2 separate regions of the Sus scrofa genome follow, and region 2 is linked to region 1. The links are chromatin contacts, called in public Hi-C maps. All regions are on one chromosome and are shown on one strand. Each heading gives the region's core, a stretch centred on a gene start, on an enhancer-like site or on the middle of the called end of the contact. The rest is flanking DNA. Distances are from core to core; before and after follow the strand shown. Region 1 holds the start of LOC102160748 (a long non-coding RNA gene). Region 2 overlaps CALD1 (caldesmon).

Region 1 (7,692 bases), core at 3,270-5,769:
CCTAGTTCGGGTCATGTTTATTTTGTTTAAGGTGTGTGTCCCTCCCCGTTTCTAACAGAACTTGTGGTGCTTTGGGGACGTGAACAGCGCCCATTTAAAAGCAGGAGCAAGTGTAAATGCTCCCAACTAGAACACTAGGCAGCTGAAGGAATCATTGAACATGTTGGGAAACGCTGTTCTCATTTTGTTACAGAAGAAAAACCAACAAATTTATCTCAAAAAGACCCGAAATTACCTGAGAACTAAACTCAAACAGAAATATCTCACATGAGTTCATCTCTAAAGCTAGTGTTTTGTGGTGAATATATTTATGTACAGAAGAAAGAGGGCATGAAATCATAACTCAGCAATTAAGTTTATGTGGAGGAGAGGAAGCTGAATAACTTTTTTTTTTTTTTTGTCTTTTTAGGGCTGCCTCTGCGACATATGGAGGTTCCCAGGCTAGGAGGTTCCCAGGCTACGGCTGCCGGCCTATACCACAGCCACAGCAACGTGGGATCCGAGCTGTGTCTGAAGCCTACACCACAGCTCATGGCAACACTGGATCCCTAACCTGTTGAGCAAGGCCAGGGATCAAACCTGCATCCTCATTGATACTAGCCAGTCTTATTACCTCTGAGCCACAACAGGAACTCCCTGAATAATTGTTTAGATTTCGACTTAGTTTAATTCAATTCACTACAATGTGATTTGTTTTTAATGACCAAGGCCTTCTGTGTCTATGTTCAGTGCCCAAGAACTAGAAGAGGCTCCAATCCCCACTGCTCCTCTTTTCAGATAAGACCCCTGTTCAACAATGGCCATGGTGTGATGACCTCTGACCTGCCGTTCCCACTTTGCCCTCTGGCACATTCCAGTATCCCAGCACTTGGCTTCTTTTTGACACAAAGCCAGATTAGCTCCTCCACCCAAACTTAAAAAAAAAGTTGTCATTCCTCTTTTAACATTGGTCCGTAACTTACTAGTTGAAAGACTAGATTTTCCCACGCTCCAGCTGTTTATGCTGTTGCTTCATGTGGATAACTTGAAACCATATTTTACTTGATTTAACCCTTTGAAACACCCTCCTCCTCCCCCTCCCACCCCACCTTTTGTCGCCTCCCCCTCCTGAAAAAATGCCTTCCTCTCAAGGAGCTGTGCAGGATCGGTAAACACCAACCTCAAGTGAGCTGTCTCAGAGCAGATGTTTCCAGAAGTCACTCCCATACCTTACAAACAACCTTTCTCCCCTGTAGTCTTACTCTTTGTGGTGACAGGTCGTAGATGACCATCAACCGTGAAACTTCATTTCTGCTTTTTCTCTTCCCCAACTATCAAATGCCTCTTTTTAGTTCTTCACCCTAGAGCTTTTTTTTTTTTTTTTTTTCTGACTTCTAACAGGAAAACAGTTTCCAGCAGAGCTGTTCCTGTCACGTTGAAACTGATATTCATATCACATAGGCCAAAGCTTCTCAAACATTAGTGTGCATGCAGATCACACGCAGACTTGGACTCAGTGGGTCTGTGTCGAGCCTTAGCTCCCTGTGAAGTCCACCTTGGCCATGGATCATCCATATGATAGATGTGGACCCGGGAAAGGAATTGAGGCTTCTAAATCTAGCAAAAGTGGGTTCAGTTTAGTCTCAAAAACTGTAACTTGCACCAGTGCTCCTCACTCTTCTGGAATCAAATAATGCAAAGCAGTGTACCGCAGAGCCCGGCATCTCAGTCCTTTTAGACTTGCTCATGACCTTCTGAGTGTCTCTCTGGCACAAGGGCCTGTCATCGAATTCCCACCCCCTCACACACACATTTAGCTATGTGTTATCCCATGGAATATCCCGGGTATCCATCGTTTTATCCAGATGGTCACATTTGACTAGAGCCTTTCTTATGAGTGTGCCGATGTTACCTGTGTAGGAAGCACTTTAGCTCCTTCAGGTTACATGTTAATCTTAATATCCTCATATTAATCCATCAGCACAGATTTTCTTCATGGTAACATTTTGATCTAGAGGATCTAATGCTTTTCCCAGTGGGCTCAGAATATCCCATGAGCTGGGTTGAATCTGCGATAGAATCCAACCCACTGTACTCCTTAAAATAAAATTTGAAGGTGTTGTGGAATTAACTTTATTCATTTCCCAGAAAGAAAAAATAGTTTGCAGTCAGAATCAAGTTTTCATTATTTCTTTGGGAATTTTTCTAAGAACGTCTGCCAAAGAGACCATAAGCATACCATCCACTGTAACCTTTGCCAATAAAGGGGGGATTTTTCTTCTGTTAGACGTGTATTGTTTTACAAATCTATTTTACACACATTTTCAGTCAGTAAATCAGATCATGCATTTGGGGAGACTGGAAATATCTCAGACTCCAAAATAGAAATGAGTTAAAGGGAATTTCTCTTTTTATACTGCTTCCCAAACTGTGAGATTTGACTCAGAATGTCTTTCATGGGTTCCCTGAGATAGGACCCTCTCACCCTTAAATGTGTTCCCTAAATACTTCCTAACCAGGAAAGAAACTCCAGTCTGTGGTTTTGGGGTCTGTAAGCACCAATGGTGGATCAAAATGAGAAGAGACTTGCCTGCCCCGCCTGCCCAGTGAATACTGATTTATTAGCGGGCAGTGATAGCCACCAAGGAGCTGCATTAATGCTGTAGGACAGACCAGGAGCTTCTCTCTTGCCTGGAGTCTCTCAGGACACATCAGGAGCCAAGAGAGAAATGACAAGATGAAAGATTGGGAAGGGATCATCTAGTCCAGTTCTCTTTTTTTATGTACCTGCAGCCGGCATTCCAGAGACATTAGGCTACTTTGAAAGGAACACAGCAAGTTTGTTGACAGCTTTCAGATCTCCTGACTTGCAGACAAAACTCTCAGAGTGAATGGCAAAATAACAGCCAGCATGTCCAAGGGCTGTCCTTGATGTATGCCCCTTGGAAAAAGATTAAAGTCATAATTAGGGCAGCATCGTAGTGAATAGTCCATCTATAGTAATTTAAATAGCACTCAGGGAAGGCAACCAGGCAAAGGACTACCGAAGCCTCATCAGAGAAGAGCAAAAATCTGTACTCTGCTCAGTAAAACATGCACTTAGGTGGGGGTGAAGGGAAGAGGGTGGAGGTTATGGGAAGTACAAAATAGCTGCAGGTGGGGGTGAAGGGAAGAGGGTGGAGGTTATGGGAAGTACAAAATAGCTGCAAAGAGATGTGTGGTCAGGTAAGAGGGACCATCCTGGCCAGCACCCCATCTTCTTAGGTTTCTTTAGCATGTTAGTGTCTTGTCGCTCTTTGTCTTGAAAAGAGCATTAATGAACCCCAGCCGTTTTCACACTCACTTTTTAAGAATGGGTGAGATGATAAAGGTAAAGTAATTTGAGCTCCTTTATTCCCCCCAAAGCTAAGTAAATGCAGTTTATTTTGAAATAATCTGACTCACTGTGAGGAACTTGTAACACAAAACCCTCAAAAAAAAAAAAAATTAAAGCTGCTCTCCCTGTATCACCTAACTTTCTCCTACAATAATCGCAAAACCACATCCAGAGACTAAATTATTACCTTCAATGGAAGTCAAGGTAAACCCTGGAATTTTTCCCATTTCATTCTATCTTTAATGGTTTAGATGACTACAAACGTACCCCCACAGGTCTCTGAGTCATCCCCCTAAAGGTAGGGTTATTATGTCTTCTGTTCTGGGGACCCAAGTTATTCATTTGGTGAAATACATGGGTGGTCTTCCCCTGCCATCTGCCAAACTCAGCTCGACAGATCTGGTAACTCGGTAGGTTTCTTCTTTCCTCCTCAACACGTTTGTGTCCTCAAGTCCCCTTCGTCCAAGAAGAAATCTGTCCAAGCAACCTGGCCATTCTCCCATCAAGGCCACACTAATAATTGCTCTTCCCAGTGGGAACTGAAAACAACCACTCTTAGGTGGAGTTCCCAGAATATAATCATTTCCAAACGGTAACACCTCCACTACTTTGGAAAATAAAACCTCAGTGAAATCAGGAATGATCTTGACCTCCTAAAATTGTGGTCAAGGTCTTTCCTCAGAGGCTGGAGGCCCATAGCTCATGCTCTAAGAATTTCCTCTGATTTCAGCTCTACCACATTATTCTCTAGTGGTTTGTTTTACTTGTGAGTTTTCTGGCTTCCTAACAATGTTGGGTCTGATTTGGTGATACCAACCAAAACCCAATAAGATTCTTATTGTTATGTTTCTTCCTGATCTATACCACTGACTAGATCAAAGATGAGAAGACTAAAAAGGACAAAGAACGCAAGGAAGAAGTTAAGAGCTTCTTGGGTGGAAAGAAGGGACTTACAGACGTGAAGGCACAGAATGGAGAATTCATGACCCACAAGCTCAAACACACCGAGAATACGTTCAGGTAAGAAGTAGTGAAGAGTTAACAGTGACTCTGTTCACATGTGGAACAACAACAAAAAAAAATCAGTCTCCCTACCCTGTGTCTCCAGACAGAAACGTGCTAACAGGCAACATGCTTTTGTTGTGAGGTCATTGGCCATTGTCTTAGAGATGCTCAGTCAGCAGGTCAGGCTATCAGTCACTAACAGGCGACCAGCAGGCATTGCTCAGACACGGTTTGATCTGCTTTTCCCATTATTTGGCAAGGCAGATCATGCTTGGCATCCATGGTTTTTTTGTTCACTGACCTAATATGTTCATGTAAGATCAGTTTATTAGAAAACATTATGACTGGAGTTAGTATCATTGATTTGGTCTCTGTCTGGTCCAGCCAACTTCATAAGAGAGCCTTCTCAGTACCATTTTCAAGAATCTATTTGCTTAAGGTTGTAAGTAATTGTTGCCTAAAACCATGTTTGCTCAGTAGCCAAATACTTCAATCTGATTCATTTAGTTTAACCGTGTGTTTCCAAAGTACTTAGAGCCCTCGATGTTACTTTGTGTTGGGAATCTCTAAGAGGGAGGAAGAGGGCACATGACTACCACCCTAGTTTGGAAAACCTCCTGCATAGCTTCAGTTTCCTCTTTTCACCCCCTCCCCACTTTATCTTAACTATCTGGGCAGCTGATTTAAGGACAGAGAGACAAGTATATGCAGGTAAATCCTCACCTCTAGATACATTGAATACAGAGAGCCGCCCCTGCCCCCCATCAGCTTTGCAGAAGGACTCAAGTTGCAGAAGCCTGCCATAGACACCTGGCTGCCTAATTCTCTGTGCCCCACTCCCTCCAACCACTGCTGCCAAATGCCGGTCTCTGTTATGTCACTGGTTCCTGCGCCAGATGTCATAGAAAAGAGTCTTGGGTCCCTGTAACATGGATTCCCATGGGGTTTTCCTTGGTAGCAGCCTTGCCAGTAGACTCCGATTTTCAGGACACTGCAAATAAGAAATTTTCAAGCAGGTATTGTACAGAAGTCAGACTACGCCTTACAACAAAGCATTTATAATACTTGGAAGTAAGGAGAACTACTAGAGACAGACATTTCCAGCTGCTCTAAGGTGCTAAGATCTTAGGTAAATACAGCAGTACCCAAACAATTTTTCTACTCAAAAATTTGAGCAGCAACCTAGTCACATTTATCCAAAAAAGAGCCTAAAGCACATGGAAGAAAAGATGTGCATACAAAGCCTAAATAAAGTGTGAAGGAATGCAAAGGGTAGAACCTATAGATGTTGCTTGGGGTTGGCGAAAAAGTAGATGTGAAAATTGTTTACTTAGGAATTCATAGAAAATCTAGAAATCATGTTGATTCAGGCTGGTAAGCGGAATGCAGAGCTTGCTGAAGTGCCAGTAGTTTAATGTTTTAAAGCCCTAGAACAGTGTCATGTTCATGAAAAGCGTTGAATAAATATTACCTAGTAATGTTATCGTTTAATTATCTGATAGTTTAAAATATGTGTGTAGGTACCAACACAATTTTGTTAAGAGAAGTAATGTTTAAAAAAATCCATCAGTAGAAAGAAGATTGGTTAACAATTAGCAAACTTGCCAACCAGCTTCAGTCAAAGCTCAAATTAATAATTAACACGCCCACTGTTCGGAAATCCAGAGAAGTGGAATTCAAAGAGATAAGTCAGAAGGGATGGCAAACAGATTGATCACTGAGAAGCCATAAATGGGACTCTTGCTTTTAACTGTTTGTGTTTGGGCAGAAAAGAATGAAACAAGCTGCCACCATGTTATTAGTTTCTGTTTAGCTGCCAACATAATATTAGTTTTAGTTTCAGTTAGAAGTTGATGCCAATAGAAGCAGAGACACCTGGTTTTGCTCCACATAGTTATAAAGTAAGGAGCAGGGAAGGGAGTGGGAGCCTCTCTTTATTTATTTTATTTTATTTTTTTTAGGGCCGCACCTGTGGCGGCACGTGGAGATTCCCAGGCTAGGGATCCAGTCAGAGCTATAGCCACTGGTCTACACCATAGCCACAGCAACAACAGATCCGAGCCTCATCTGCTACCTATACCACAGCTCAGGGCAATGCCCGATTCTTAACCCACTGAGTGAGGCCAGGGGTGGAACCTGCAACCTCAGGGTTCCTAGTCGGATTCATTTCTACTGTGCCACGACGGGAACTCTGAACCTCTCTTTAGATTAGCTTAGAGCTCACCAGCCTAACTGAAAACCAGCTGTTCATAGTAAAAAGTCAGATGTTCATCTTGCACCTAGCAAAGCCAAGGAGAGAGAAGAGAACCTTCTGGAAGAAATTTCTGTATTGGTGGCACCCTAATGCTGAGTGCATGCCAGCACATCTGAGCAAAGGCGACGTGGATGGAACTCCTCTTCCAGTTTTGAGCGTAGCCCCTTTGGTCCGATTTAATTACTGATCCCTTTAGAGGCCTGCTTTCTTACCGGCAAATTGTTTCCCCTAAAGCATAATAGGAAAATTTCAATTCAAGAAGCAAGCCTATAGAGACAGCAGATAATACCAAGGTTTTGTAGAAAGAACAAAATGAGGATTTGTTTTGCTTTCTGTTTACTTTTTTATTGTGGGAATCAGGGTTTTTATTCTGATTACAGGGGGGAAATGTACTCATTAAAACATTCAGAAAATAAATATTATATTAAAAGTATAAAAAGAAATACCCATCACCCAAAGATAACTACCAGTAACATTTTTTCCAGGCATTCTCTGTGTGAATGCATTCAAAACAGACACACACATGCACATATAGTATGTATACGTGTTAGTATAATTATATATGTATAATTCTGCAGCATGCATAAGTTCCTGGGACAGGGATCGAACGTGTGCCACAGCAGTGACTCTAGCCACAGCAGTGGCAAAACCAGATCCTTAACCACTAGGCTGCCAGGGAACTCCTATAGTTATAAATCTCTGTTTTATTTATTTATTTATTTAGTTTTGTCTTTTTAGGGCCACACCCGTGGCATATGGAGGTTCCCAGGCTAGGGGTCTAATCAGAGCTGTTGCTGCCAGCCTACGCCAGCGCCATAGCAATGCCAGATCTGTGCCGCGTCTGTGACCTACACCACAGCTCACGACAGTGCCAGATCCTTAACTTACTGAGCGAGGCCAGGGATCGAACCCGCAACCTCGTGGTTCCTAGTCAGATTCGTTTCTGCTGCGCCACAACAGGAACTCCCTATACCTCTCTGTTTTGAAATGATTCTTGCATTGTGTGTAACAATGTATCTTAGCTAGCTTCTGTACCAATGAATGTAAGCCTGCAGTTAATGTTAGAGTGTTCAGCTGG
Region 2 (7,692 bases), core at 2,773-5,272, 140 kb before region 1:
CTGTAGAGCAAAAAGTATCTCTGCGTGAGCAAACTGGTCCAATAAGAATGCCAGAATTGTTGCTGTATTTGTACTGATGATATTTGGTTTATAGAGCAGTGCTTCCACTGTGTACATGAAAGCAGAGCTTGCTGGAAAAGAGCAGCCAAAAAGGAATTAGATTAGAGCCCATGTCTGCGTAATGACACCGCAATGACTCAGTCTCCCTTTCCTCTAAAATTGTCTCCCTTTCCTCCAAAATTGTCTCCCTTCTCCGCACATCCTCAACCCTGATGTGTGGAGCCGGCTCACACTAGCTCCCAAAGGACAATTGTTATAAATGTTTAAGGTTTTGAGAACTAAATGTTACACATAGTCATTATTAAAAATTAAATTATATACACTTTGAGTTAAATAAATTATATTAAAACCAAAGTGATAAATACTGAACACTCATCCCTTCCTAATGGTCTTACTCTGTTTTACTGTTATCTCTGCTCTCCAGGTTAGTTACATCTATTGTATCCATATGGTGGAAATACAATTGAATGCTGTGCAACTGAATTTCTCCTCCTAATTCTTTGTTCACTAATGTCATGTTGGCAGCTTGAGAACAACCACAGTGGAAGTATTTACACTCTGGAAATTAGCAAATGCTACAAATCAGACTCCCCTCCCTGCTGACCCCCAGAGCTTCTTATCAAACATGTACCAGCACCCCACTGACCCTATGGTATCAAGTTAGTAAAATTAGCCTCTACTCTAGAGAACCAATCAGGATACCTCTGTTGTTTAGTTACATGAATATTCATAATGTATGCTTATGACTGCCTATATCTTTGTTTACGTGTTCATCGTTTCTTATGCTCCTAAGCACCATGAAATCAGAGCCCTTGTGTGAGTTTTTCAGGGGCTGTGACTTGAGCCTAAAAAAGTGCCTTGTCCCCACATTTAATAGGTATTCAAAGTGGGAGTTAAATGAGTCAAGGAATAAATATCCATAATTTCTTCTTGATAAGAATGCTGAAGCTAATATTTGTTTGAGTTCATTGATCCCTGTCTAGTTATATCAGTACTGAGTGCTTTCAGCACTGCCTGACATAAGCCGAGTAGTGTATCAAATTAATAATCTTCAGAGCAAACAGATTTACAGATGAGAAAACTGAGTTACAATCAGGTTAAGTATCACATCTAAGGTCACACAGCTAGTAAGTGACAGAGTCAAGATTCAAACCTGGCTCCATCGTCTGCATACTCAACCACCACCCTGCGCTGCCCAGTCACTCCATCGGTTTCGTGTGCAGCTCTGGGGATGTGACCTATTTGAGAACACGCTTTGGAATCAGGAAGACATGGGTTTGAATTTCAAATGTACCATTTTCTAGCTTGTTTCTCCACATGTTAAAAGGGTTAATTATTCCTCCTTTTTATTTTTATTTTTTTAATTAAAAAAAATTTTTTTATGGCCACACCCACAGCATATGAAAGTTTCTGGGCCAGGGCTTGAATCTGAGCCACAGCTGTGACCTACACTGCAGCTGCAGCAACACCAGATCCTTTAACCCTCTACTCTGGGCCAGAGATTGAACCTGTGCCTCACAGCCACCGGAGCCACTTCAATAAGATTCTTAACCCACTGCACCATGGCAGGAACTCCTTATTCCTCCATTTTTGTTGTTATAAGGACTAGAAATAATATCTCCAAACTGCTTTGCATATAATAGGCACTATGTTAAAAATGGCCAGCTATCAGCCAGGGTTTTCTGTGGGGGCATCTGTAGGTGTGAGGCCCTTAGCCTCAAACTCTCCCAAGCTCCCAAGCTGCTTACTCTATGGCCACCATGTAGATGGAGCAAAAGGAGTCAATTTCTTTCATGTCAAATTCTCCAGGAAGCAGAAGTAGGGTCAGTAGGTATGGTTACAGGAAACCCTGTTTCAGGTCAGCACAAGCGCTTTCCAACTAGATCTTTCTGTCTCTGGCACTTGGACAGCCCTGCTCTGCAACGGCAGACAACCTCCACCATCCCTTTCAACCAGAGTTTTCTCCCCTACCCTTATCATTGGAACTGTGCTGCCTTTAGCATTCCAAATAATCTTTATCTAGGATGGCAAAAGGGTTTTATTACCAAAGCTGGGTTGTTTTGTAGGTTCTTAATGTTTTAGATTGGGAGTGAGAGAGGGAGAAAAGGAGAGAATGAGAAAGGGGAGAAGATTGAGACCTATCAAGGACTGAACTTGGGAGGGAGAGCAAATAGAAATGGACCGATAGTTATCCTGAGCCCTTTACGTTAGAGATGGTTGGGAAGGTAAGCTAAGTGGTTCAGCTGCTTTGCTGGCATATTTGCAACGTGAACAGGCACTGTTCTAGTTGAAGATAACAACCCCAGGGCAGTAAAATAAATAAGTTGCCCAAAGTCACACAATTGGCAAATGGCAGAGCTAGATTCAACACAGCTCCCTGACTCCAACCCTTTCCCATTCCTACAGCTGTCTGTTCTGCGTCTTGCCTCGGGAGAGCGATGGAAACCAGAGCAGGAGGTTTCCATAACCAATCATTATAATTTGTCAGAGAGCCACACTGCAGTTCAAATAGACAAGCGCATTGTCTTTCCCCGCCATATAAGGAAGCAGGGCCAAATACCACTGCTTTCACTTCTGACTTGAGAGGTTGTTCAAGGAAGAGTTCAACGGGAGGAGAATCTAGGCCTATCGCAGTTTAAAAGAAAAGAAACCTGCAGAAATATTTTTGTCTTTTCCTTTTCTGGTAGCCAAGATAGTTTAACAAATAGGTTATACCCTTTTCTCTAACTCAAGCAGAGCTCTTCTGGAGTTATGTACTGAAGGATTCAACTCTTTGTCTGAGTATGTCCAGCTGCTTTGGGGTTTGATGAAGTCAAATTTAGATATTCACAAAGCCAAGACAGAGCTAATTCTGTGAGGAGCAAGTGGGAAGTCCTCCACTGCAATGATTGACTGAAGAAGTTAGGGTCTACTTGCCGTGACAGCTGTTCTTGGTGTATTTATTAATAAGGCTTCACAATTTAAGGCCGATCTTCCTGTCCCAAACTCCCTTTGCCTTAACAATCAGTCATAGCGGGGGTTTTAGACCACAGGCCCCATAATCAACTCCATGGAGGGAAAAACAGACATAAGCAATTGAAATTATTCCCTCAGGATCACCCAGTATCATCTTGCCATAGGGAGTGCTTACTATTTCAGAGAAAGCAAAGAAGCATCACTTCGTCTTCGTAGGGAAATGAAAAAAAATCTCTAATAAGTCTGGTCAGCTCCTCACTCCCGTCTTTGACCAGACTGCATCTAGGGTATTAGTTTCTTACAACTGCTATAACAAAGTACCACAAACTAGGTGGCTTAACAACAGAAACCTATTGTCTCACAACTGTGAGGCTGGAAGTCCAACATTAAGGTGTCAGCAGGGTTAGTTCCTTCTGAGGGCTGTAGGGAAGGATCTGTTTCAGGCCTCTCTTCCCTTGGTTTATAGATGGCCATCTTCATGTTCATAGAGCATTCTCTCTGAATGCGTGTCTGTATCCAACTTTCTTCTTTTTATAAAGATACCAGCCAGATTAGAGCTTGCCCTGATGACCTCACTAGAAGTTGATTACCTCTGAAAAGACCTTATCTCCAAAAAAAAGGTCATATTCTGAGATACTGGGGATTAAGAATTCAACATAAGGATTTTGAGGGAGCCACAATTCAACCTATAATATGCCCCCATTCCAAATAGTGGTAGAAATCCGAAAGACGTCTTTTCTGAAACTCTAAGTGCCAACGATCCTCTTGCTGGTGGTATTCCATCTTCTCTCTGGGTGTAGGGAATGCTTAGCTAGAAATCACTTGACCTTTTGAACTTGCCTTTGACATTTACTTTCTGCCTTTCGCAATACAAAATTCTGATCCAGGAAAAAGTCAAAAGAGGTCTCTGAAATGACGCATTGAAGTGCAGCTTCACATACTGTGGCCTATCTGTGGAAGCCTGTGAAACCACAGTGGCAGACAGTCTGGTATGCGGCCATCAGAAGTGGGGGAGGGGCTTGGTGGGAAGCCTCTGGTTGAGGCAGCCTGCAAGGCTGAGAGGCAGAGTGCTAGGAGGAGGGGGTGAGCAGCTTTGGAGCAGCAGGCTGGGAGGCAACAGCAGATGGGACTTTCTGCATGCCTACCCTGGGTGGAAAGCCAGGATGGTCACTTTCAGTCATTTTTATACATGCTGATCATAACCACTAATTCCCAAATACAGGGGAAAATATTAGGAGCCTACACATTTTTGTGCTCTGATTCATTTGTCTCTTGTCTTTGGTTTCTTCTATTGCTTCTCCATCCATCCTTACATTTTTAGACACTTTTTCCTCTAAATGGCCTTCCTTACTTGATCCCTGTTTGGCATAATTAGTTACAAATTGTTCACACATTATACCTTGTATCCTTTTTTCTTTAGCTATTGTTTCCTTTTACCCCCTTCCTTAAAGCTCTTCTTGGTGTCCATTTCCCAGCTTCCATCCTGCTTATGGCTACTCTCTGTCTTTGGCCAGAGGAGGTCCATAGAGAGGGTGGTTATAACATTTATATAAACCAGGACACTTTTGAGAGGGAAAGGAGGAGCTATTAATAATTTCCCAAAAATCAGAGTTCTAAATGGAGACTATCATTGGCAATTTGGGATGGGCATTTACTCTACCTATGCTAGTTTTCTGCCTCCCATAGATCCTCACCTAGCAACAACTCCCTCAGTTTCTGGATCTTAAACAAACAAACAAAACACAATTTATATTGAGTCTTCTTTTTATTTCTACCCCAGGAAGCTTTTTGTATTTTTGTCAGAAATATTTTTCTATTTTCCCTTATCCCCTCCTCACTTCTCTTTCCTCTACTCGGAGTCTTATCTCACCACTTGACTGCCTCTTCGTCCTTTTGTTCCCATATAGTCTTGACTACGTCTCTGGGAGGCCATATTTGTCTGCCATAATACATGCAGGACACATTTCCTACATATTTGAAAACACACACACACACACACCCACACACCCACCACCACCATCATCAAATGTTATATACAACAACTACCACCATCTAAAGGGTCTCAAATGAATCCCTATTGGACTGTCCACTAATTCAGCACCTCTGTCCAGAGTCTAGAACAGTCTCTATCCTACAGAAGCAGCCATACCTAGAACGATTATTAGACATCATCTATGAATGTGTCTGGAATCTTACAGGACACGTTTCCAATATGTGTATGTGTATATACTTAGTGTTGAAAATATTTGGCCTGAAGAAAAAAAGAAAATTTTAGCCAAAGCAACTGTGCATTGCCTTCATTATGACTTCAGTAATTTGGAATTTTTTAGCCTCTAAAGCAATATATACCAAAAGCCTAGCAATGCCTGCCCTAGGCTTAACATATGTAGAAATAAACTTTGAGGCAAAAAAGAATAAATGTTGACTTAGGTCTCTTTCAAATGTAGTTCTTTTTATGATTCACTCACCCATAACTTACAGTTCATTTTGAAAAATTGCTGAAGTTATCAATCAGGATCATGCAAGGAAGCTCCTTCTCAACACTGAAATGAGAAAGGCAGAACATTTTCCTCTTGCAAATTGCTGGAAACCAAGCTTTAGATGTCTGGAATACTTGACAGTATAGCACTGTGTCAGCTAGAAAAAGCTGTTCTCATCCTTTTACTTATTCACTTACTTAATTTAAGGATTTTGATCATAATTTTCTCTCCTTTTTTAAAGTAACCTAAAAATTAATAAATGAGGGAAAAACAGTGAGAGAAGATACTTTATGGAAGAAAATAAGGGTTCTGTTAAAAGTTCTCTCCCTCCTTCCCTCCATTCTTCCTTTCTCCTCCCACTCCTAGCCTCCTTCCATCTCCCCTGCCCCACTCCTTCTAGTTTTTATTTCTTTTCCCATTCAGATGTATTCAGTTGGAAATGTCCTGTTGCCCTTGGGTAGCCACAAGCTTTAGCCCTGATGTCCTTATGTCTCTCTTGCTTAGATCTTTTTTTGAAAGATTGATGATAACCAAAGGAAAAATCAAAAGACTTCAAACACACTCTGCATGATAAGCATATAGTTATAGCAGTGATGCAATGGAAATATCTAGCCAAGGACTCTCCAGTGCGTCCAGCTTGGCTAGAATGATTATCTCAGCCACCCTGGAACTGCTGACCCACCTGTGTTTGAGTAAATAGGAAATGGGAAATCTAGAAGTTTGATTTTTTTTTTTTTTTTTTTTTAGGGTTGCACCTGTGGCATATGGAAATTCCTAGGCTAGGGGTCGAATCAGAGCTACAGCTGCCAGCCTACACCACACAGCAACGCCAGATCTGAGCCACATCTGTGACCTACACCACAGCTCACGGCAATGCCAGAGCCTCAACACACTGAGCCAGCCAGGAATCGAACCTGCATCCTCATGGATACTAGTTGGATTTGTTACCACTGAGCTGCAGCAGGAACTCCTGAGCTTTTTTTTTTTTAAACTTTCATGCCTTTTCATATTTCTGCTGTTAGATATGCTGTTAAAATAAAACAATTGCTCTTTCCACTGGGAATATCTTCTAGTTTGCTAATTCTTTTTCCTGAGAGTATTTGCAATGAGGTTTAAGTTTTTGATATCTTGGCTCTTGTATTGTGTGGGTACCTCAGATTCCAGGTGGGTGGTCTCACAGAAAAATGGCCCCAGTTCCTGCTTCATTTCTACAGCTGATAACGTGTGTAACCTTGAACAGACCCCTTGCGCCTCAGGCTTCCTAATTATAAACTGAGAATAGCCTTTTTTCTTCTCTGTAACACCCAGGTAGGGAGCCATGAGATCTTAAATAGAAAGGCACTTCAGGTAGTAAAGTATCCTTAGACATGGTTTTCTTTTCTTTTTTTTTTTCTTTGAAATATGAAGACTTTTGCGGGTTGGTTTTCTTGGAACATGTAAGTTTCATAAAGGAAACTCTCTAGATTCAACGTGCAAAGAATGTGAAGTTTCCAAAAAATATCCTGTGCCTGACAGCTTCAGCTGACTCCTTTTTCTGGGGCTGACCCAACCCAGTTTCAGCCTTTCCTGTTTTTCCTTCCTTCCTTTCTTTGTTTCTTTGTTTCTTTGTTTCTTTTTTTTTTTTTTGTCTTTTGTCTTTTTTTTTGTTGTTGTTGTTGTTGTTGTTGTTGTTATCGTTGCCACCCCTTGGGCCGCTCCCGCGGCATATGGAGATTCCCAGGCTAGGGGTCGAATCGGAGCTGTAGCCACCGGCCTACGCCAGAGCCACAGCAACGCGGGATCCGAGCCGCGTCTGCAACCTACACCACAGCTCAGGGCAACGCCGGATCGTTAACCCACTGAGCAAGGGCAGGGATCGAACCCGCAACCTCATGGTTCCTCGTCGGATTCGTCAACCACTGCGCCACGACGGGAACTCCTGTTTCTTTCTTTCTTTCTTTCTTTCTTTTTTTTTTATTTTTTTTTTTTTTTTTTTTTTTTTTTTTTTTGTCTTTTGTTATTGTTGTTGTTGCTATCTCTTGGGCCGCTCCCGCGGCATATGGAGGTTCCCAGGCTAGGGGTTGAATCGGAGCTGTAGCCACCAGCCTACGCCAGAGCCACAGCAACGCGGGATCCGAGCCGCGTCTGCAACCTACACCACAGCTCACGGCAACGCCGGATCGTTAACCCACTGAGCAAGGGCAGGGACCGAACCCGC

The links. A called contact is a pair of places that touch in the nucleus more often than the background predicts.
Region 2: a contact with region 1 is called in a Hi-C map of liver, with 1.8 times the contacts expected there. The contact joins two enhancer-like sites. A contact is called at or near these places in 4 of 47 Hi-C or Micro-C datasets (embryonic fibroblasts, fetal skeletal muscle, liver and 1 more) and 1 of 2 datasets of contacts at active chromatin or transcription factors (skeletal muscle).

The regions. Positions count from the first base shown.
Region 1 is chr18:14,291,403-14,299,094 of Sscrofa11.1, reverse strand. It overlaps CALD1 (caldesmon), which reads left to right. Exons shown (of 15, transcript XM_021079167.1): 7 at 4,230-4,375. LOC102160748 (a long non-coding RNA gene) reads left to right here and starts at 528. Exons shown (of 2, transcript XR_308984.3): 1 at 528-3,082; 2 at 3,136-3,446. Within about 2 kb of position 4,519, at least 9 of the 83 cell types and tissues checked have an H3K27ac peak or open chromatin away from gene starts, as enhancers often do. A contact at or near this core is called in liver, where this site is marked.
Region 2 is chr18:14,435,516-14,443,207 of Sscrofa11.1, reverse strand. All of the region lies in intron 1 of CALD1 (caldesmon), which reads left to right. Among named protein-coding and RNA genes, the nearest start is that of CALD1, 47 kb to the left of the region's middle. Within about 2 kb of position 4,022, at least 22 of the 83 cell types and tissues checked have an H3K27ac peak or open chromatin away from gene starts, as enhancers often do. A contact at or near this core is called in liver, where this site is marked.